Regions from separate parts of the Mus musculus genome. Here region 2 is linked to region 1. The links are chromatin contacts, called in public promoter capture Hi-C maps. All regions are on one chromosome and are shown on one strand. The core of a region is the stretch at or near the end of the contact, and the rest is flanking DNA. Distances in the headings are between cores, read along the strand shown. Region 1 holds the start of Ccar2 (cell cycle activator and apoptosis regulator 2). Region 2 holds the start of Med4 (mediator complex subunit 4).

Evidence for each region. Promoter capture Hi-C pulls out the DNA fragments that hold promoters and counts their contacts.
Region 2: a contact with region 1 is called in a promoter capture Hi-C map of liver, with 2.5 times the contacts expected there. The contact joins the promoter of Med4 here to the promoter of Ccar2 in region 1.

What each region holds. Positions count from the first base shown.
Region 1 is chr14:70,152,519-70,155,218 of GRCm38.p6, reverse strand. It overlaps Ccar2 (cell cycle activator and apoptosis regulator 2), which reads left to right and starts at 1,428. Exons shown (of 21, transcript NM_146055.3): 1 at 1,428-1,592; 2 at 2,462-2,555. The coding sequence starts at 2,498. 9930012K11Rik (RIKEN cDNA 9930012K11 gene) reads left to right here. Exons shown (of 7, transcript NM_001112735.1): 7 at 1-814. The coding sequence ends at 51.
Region 2 is chr14:73,508,652-73,511,351 of GRCm38.p6, reverse strand. Med4 (mediator complex subunit 4) reads right to left here and starts at 1,303. Exons shown (of 7, transcript NM_026119.3): 1 at 1,167-1,303; 2 at 131-197. The coding sequence starts at 1,291.

The sequences.
Region 1 (2,700 bases), core at 179-2,678:
ATACCAGCATTGGTGGTTAAGAAGCCACGAGCAAAAAATCTTTCTGTATGACCTCTTGGTGTACCTGGTGACCTTGGGAAGAAGTCCCTCACATTTTGGCTTACTGCTGCTTCTCTGCACTGCCAAGAAAAGCTATTGGTGCTTGCTCCTCTTCAAGGTGAAGGCCAAATCCATCTCTAAGCATCGAAGCAAGGAGCCCTGGATCCCCAAGAGGTTCCTGAGTGCAGTTCCAGCACTCTTCCAGGGCTCTTCCTCCTCATCAGAAATCTCTGGGCTTAGGCAATGTGAATTGACTTATTTATCAGGTGCTCATAGAGCATGTTTAGTATGGGAGTGTGTCAGCATGTTGCAGATGTAAGTTTATGCAATCTTTGTTGGACTTCCGTCTGCCCCATCTGATGGAATCATTCGTCCAAAGGGTTGGTGTTTGGGGTGTCACTGGAAGGATGGCACCGATCTTCATTCCACAATGAACAGTTACTAATGTGGACTTCTAATGTCTTCCTCATACCTGAGACGGCAGCCCTAGGACCAAGAACAACATTGCCTTGGGTACCTTTGTAGTGAGTCACGGCTCTGGAGTACAGCCCCTGAAGGCTGAATGAGGGATGGGGGGAAGGTCAAGAACATTGAGAGGAACAACACATAACTTGCAAGGTCAACTCTAAGATGCTGTGTTCTATCCTGGAGTTTAACCATAGCGAAGTCTCTTAATTTCTGAGCCACAGCTTCCTACTTGGGACCATGATACCCACCTTACCTACCTCATAAGCTTGTTAGGAGGATGAAGTAACATTAAACATTCTCAATGTGTGCTGTGACTGTTAAATGACCTGGGAAGGGTGTGATGCTGGAGGCAAACAGGAGTGGGGAGATGGGAGGCCAGAAGTTAAAGGAAGGTGTGTGTGTGTTCACTGTTAATAGTTGTGAAAATAGCCACATTTCTGGCAAGATTTTGGATAGAGCCACTTCATTAAGATCGTGTACGTTTCATATTTGAGAGTCTGGGTATAGATTTCGGATATGCTTACCCCTTGCTGATGGTGCAGTCAAGAAAAGGACAGGAATAGGGATGGGGGTGGGGTGGGGTGGTCATTGGCTTTAGTCAGAAGACTATCCCCTGGAAATGGACCCCCAGTAGGCACGCTCCTCCTCTAGCCAATGGAGGCCCTGCTTCTTTTGTTGCTGTAGTCTTGGGGGTTAGTAGAGCACAGCAGGGTGTGTAAGTGGTAGTCCCCTTCCTTGTGTTTGTGGGAGTGGGTCCAGTTCCAGTCATTTTGAGACCTGGAACCAATGGTTCGAGCTTACTTTTCTGATGGGACACTTGAGAGAGGACACCACCGAGCTCGGCTTCCGAAGGCATTATCGGATCTGGGAAGGCGCACTTCCGTTCCACAGTTGGAGCGGGATGGCAGGCTGGTGTGGGGGAAGGGAGAGGTCGATGGAGAAGAGGGAGGTACCATATCCGGGAGAGTGGCAGCTTCCGACCAGTGGTCTCTCTTCCGGAGAGGCGTTTCCGGTGGTGGTGGCAGCGGCGGCTGCGGTGGTTCCGGGTGTCTTTGTCCCCCTGGTGTCGTGGCCCTGGCCCGCAGGTGGGTTGGGGGCCTCCTGCTGCGCCCCCGCCTCTCCGTCTCTCTCGGGTGGCGAGGCTGCGGGGTCCGAACGGCGAAGATGCGCCAGTCGCGGAAAGAGCCGAGCCCCTCTGGACTGCAAGCTCCGTCGCCCTGGCAACGGCCTCGGCCCTGGGGGCGGGCGGGAGGAGGAGAAACCTCGCGCCGTGAACCTCCCACGGTGGCTTCTCGGTGGCCCGGCCCGGAAAGCTCTGCGCAGGCGGCTGCGGAGGCCGGAGCCTAGGGTCGGGACCTAGGAGGAGGGAGCGGCGTGCAGGCCGCTTGGCGAGGGCCGGCTGGACAGCTCCCTTCCCACCAGCGGGTCCTAAAGACGCCTGGCGGGCTTCCGGGGAGAGGGCCCGCATCACCAACCCGCTACTCGCACCTTTTATTTTTATTTTTTGCCCCGGCCCTGCGTGGAGTGTTCTGGCGGATGTTTTTGAATGAATGAATGTCACCGGAGCTCTTCCAGCCCCTCACTCCTCCAGCTTCTCTAAGGGGTGCCAGTGACATAGTGAAAGGAGTGCTAAGTTGTTGGGAGACCTGGGTGTGAGTCCCACTCTGTCACTACCTGGTTTTGTGGCCTTGGGCAAGTCTCCGGATCTCAAAGCTCCAGTTTCCTTGTCTGTAAACCAGCATGTCACTAGCACCCACCACTAGGTTATTGTGAGAACAAACTGGAGTAACGTTACTACCAATTTCATCTCCTCTACATCCTCTCCATTCTTCCATTTTAGGACCCACCTCTTCACCTTAAAAGCTTTACTTAAGATTTTCTATCCCCCCTCCCCCTCCCCAATAGATGGAAGTTTTCCATTGGAGCTGCTAACTTCTTTCTGTTTTGATTGAAGGTTTCCCCCCAAGACCTTGAAAGGACAGTATTCCAAATGTCCCAGTTTAAGCGGCAGAGGATCAACCCACTTCCAGGGGGACGCAACTTCTCAGGTGCTTAACTCCTTACTGGTTACACTCAGAACATGCTCGAGACTCAGTTTCAAAAACTATGGCTCTTGGGTGTTTTTCTGAATGTCTGAGTAGCTGATTGGAGCCACCTAGACCTCTGGGTTTATAAGATCCTCTGGCTATCTTC
Region 2 (2,700 bases), core at 54-2,553, 3.4 Mb before region 1:
CTGTAGACCTGGAAGTCAGAGATCCACCTGCCACTCCCCCACAAGTGGTGGGATTGAAGGTGCGAGCCACCACTGCCCGGCATTAATAACTTTTTAATAAAAAACAAACAAACAACAACAAAAAGTTTACCTGGTTTTCCTCTTCCAGCTGTAATAGCTTCTGATTTCTTGAAATTGCAAGCATTTCTATGAGTTCCCTAAAAGAAAAACACCCATCACGGTATGGTGATACTTGCCTGTAAACTCAGTGTTTGGGAGGACTCAGACCAGCCTCAGATATCTAGTGAAACCTTTTCATAACACAGTAGAAACACAAAAGAAACTGTTTAAATTGCTCCCTGCCCCAACCGATTGTTGGGTTTATGGTCCTCCTAACATGCTGGACTCTCATGGTGACTACAAACACTTCAGCATTCGCTGGCTAACTGCACGTGATAAAGACTCAGCTGTGATTTACAAGAAAACCTCCTGACTCAACTATGTAGGTCTGTAGGCCAATAGTGCTGCCATTTGTGTAAATTATGTTTTCTTGTAAGACGGTGGCCATGGCTGCCTTCCCTTGATAAGACTTCAACTGATAGATTTAAGACTATCACGACGATGTGGAGTGTGACATCCAATTTACTCTATCTCGGCCACACACCAGCCAACCCCACTGTGCCCTGCCTGATGTTTCCAGGCTTTTTCAGATGATGGGCTATCTATCAGACGCCTAACAAATCTGATTTGACTAGCAGCCCATTTCTTGGGGACGTGTGCCCTGCTACCACCAGAATAGGAATCCCATCGGTGGACTGCAGGAGGCTGCGGCTCAACCCTTAGAAATCTGGTCCATAGCGTTTTAACACATTTGTCTCTCCTGTCACCCTGGGCTCCTTCGTGTTGGCATCTAGCCTCCCCTTGACTACTGGGGGGAAGCGTGCTTTTAAATGTCTGTTGCGTGTCAATGACTGAGGGGGCTCGGATCTGCCCCTCTTACCGGCTACTAAAGTTTTGACTGCCTTGGTTTCCAGGTCATGTGACTGAGATGTCCCCTTGGCGGGGAAATGCGGCCCAAAGCCCCCGAAGGCCCTAGACCCCACGTCCAACGGAGCCTCCCAAGCCCGCCTACCCAAGTCAGCGCCCACAGCCGAGCCGGCCGGAGCAGGCTCCCGGGCCGCGGTTACCTCGACAAGACCTCCAGATCTTCCAGCGCAGACAGAAGCCGCTCTCGCGTACTGCCAAGGCCGGCCATTCCCGAAACGCCTCCCATCCGCTCCTTTTCCTTCTCACCACTTGAAGAAGCCGCCATCGCCCCGCTGACCACCAGCCGTCGCATGCGCAGTGTGAGCTAGCCACAGGAGGGGCGGAACCGGAAGAAGGAAAGAAGAGTAATAGAGGTCGGGACGGAGAGGTCCGGCTAGAGCGCCGCCTATGTGCCTGGAGGTGCACTACAGTTCTAGCGCCATCTACAGGGCAAAGGAGGGCTTGTGACTCGTTCCAATCTGACATGCTCCAACCGGACCCAGGATGAGAGATGCAGTTCCCAGTCTCCTGGGTTTTATTTCCTCAGCATCAGTGGAAGGCTTCTAACAAAAGATTTTTTTTTTAAACTGGGGAAATTACATAATTATTAACTTCTATTTTGTCTGTATTCCGATAAAATCCCAGCCATCAAGTTTGGTCTCTCGTGAAGTTGTAGTAAACTTAGAGCAGGAAGTAAAATCTTTTCTTCCCTCCCCATTCCGTTGTTTGGTAGCAAAATACATATAATTGGCCTATAGACCAGGCTGGTCTCGAACTCAAGAGATCTGCCTGCATCTCGAGTCCTGGGGTTAAAGGGGTGTACCACCATGCCCCGCTACTAAAATTCAGTATCTTAACCATTGTATGTGTAGGGTTCACTGCCACTAAATTGCTGTTAAGCAAGGCAGTTGTGAGGCATGCCTTTAATCCCAACACTCAAGGAAGCAGAGGCAGGCAGATCTCCTGAGTTAGAGACTAGCCTGGTCACAGAGTGACTTCCAGGACAGCCAGGGTTACACAGAGAAACCTCGTCTCAAAACAAAACAAACAAACAAAAAATTGCGGCTAAATAACATCCCCAAAACTCTTCAACTTGTAAAATGTAAAAAAGGTGTGCTCATGAAGGTCTGACTTCCCGTTCCTGAAAACCACACTGTACTTTCTGTTTGTCTGGCTATTCTATGCATTTTGAATGAGTAGAATCACATGTTCTAGTTTGGGGCTTGGGGGTTTGCTTGTTATTATTTTTTGGTTTTGGGGGATTTGGGCTTTGTTTGGTTGGCTTGCTTTCTTTCTTTCTTTCTTTCTTTCTTTCTTTCTTTCTTTCCTTCTTTTCAGACCGAATCTTGTTGTGTAAACTAGTCCTAAACTAAGAAGGAACTCACTTTCTCATTACAGCCTACTGAATGCTGAGCCCCTATAGCAGGCTGATTCATTTAGCATAATGCTATCATGGTTCATGTACATTGGAATAGGTGCCAGAATACCCCTCCCTTGAAGTCTGAATAATACTTCCTGTATGTGCTAACCGTACCCCCTATCAGATGGCATTTAGCTGGGTTACCTTCTTGGTTTTCGGAACTCATCTTTAGGCCTGTATATCTTCCAACAAACTGCTCTGCTCTTTATTCAAGGTGACTGTTGAAATGAATGAATCAATAGTGTAAACTGTCATTCAAGAAAATAGTGTAGGGC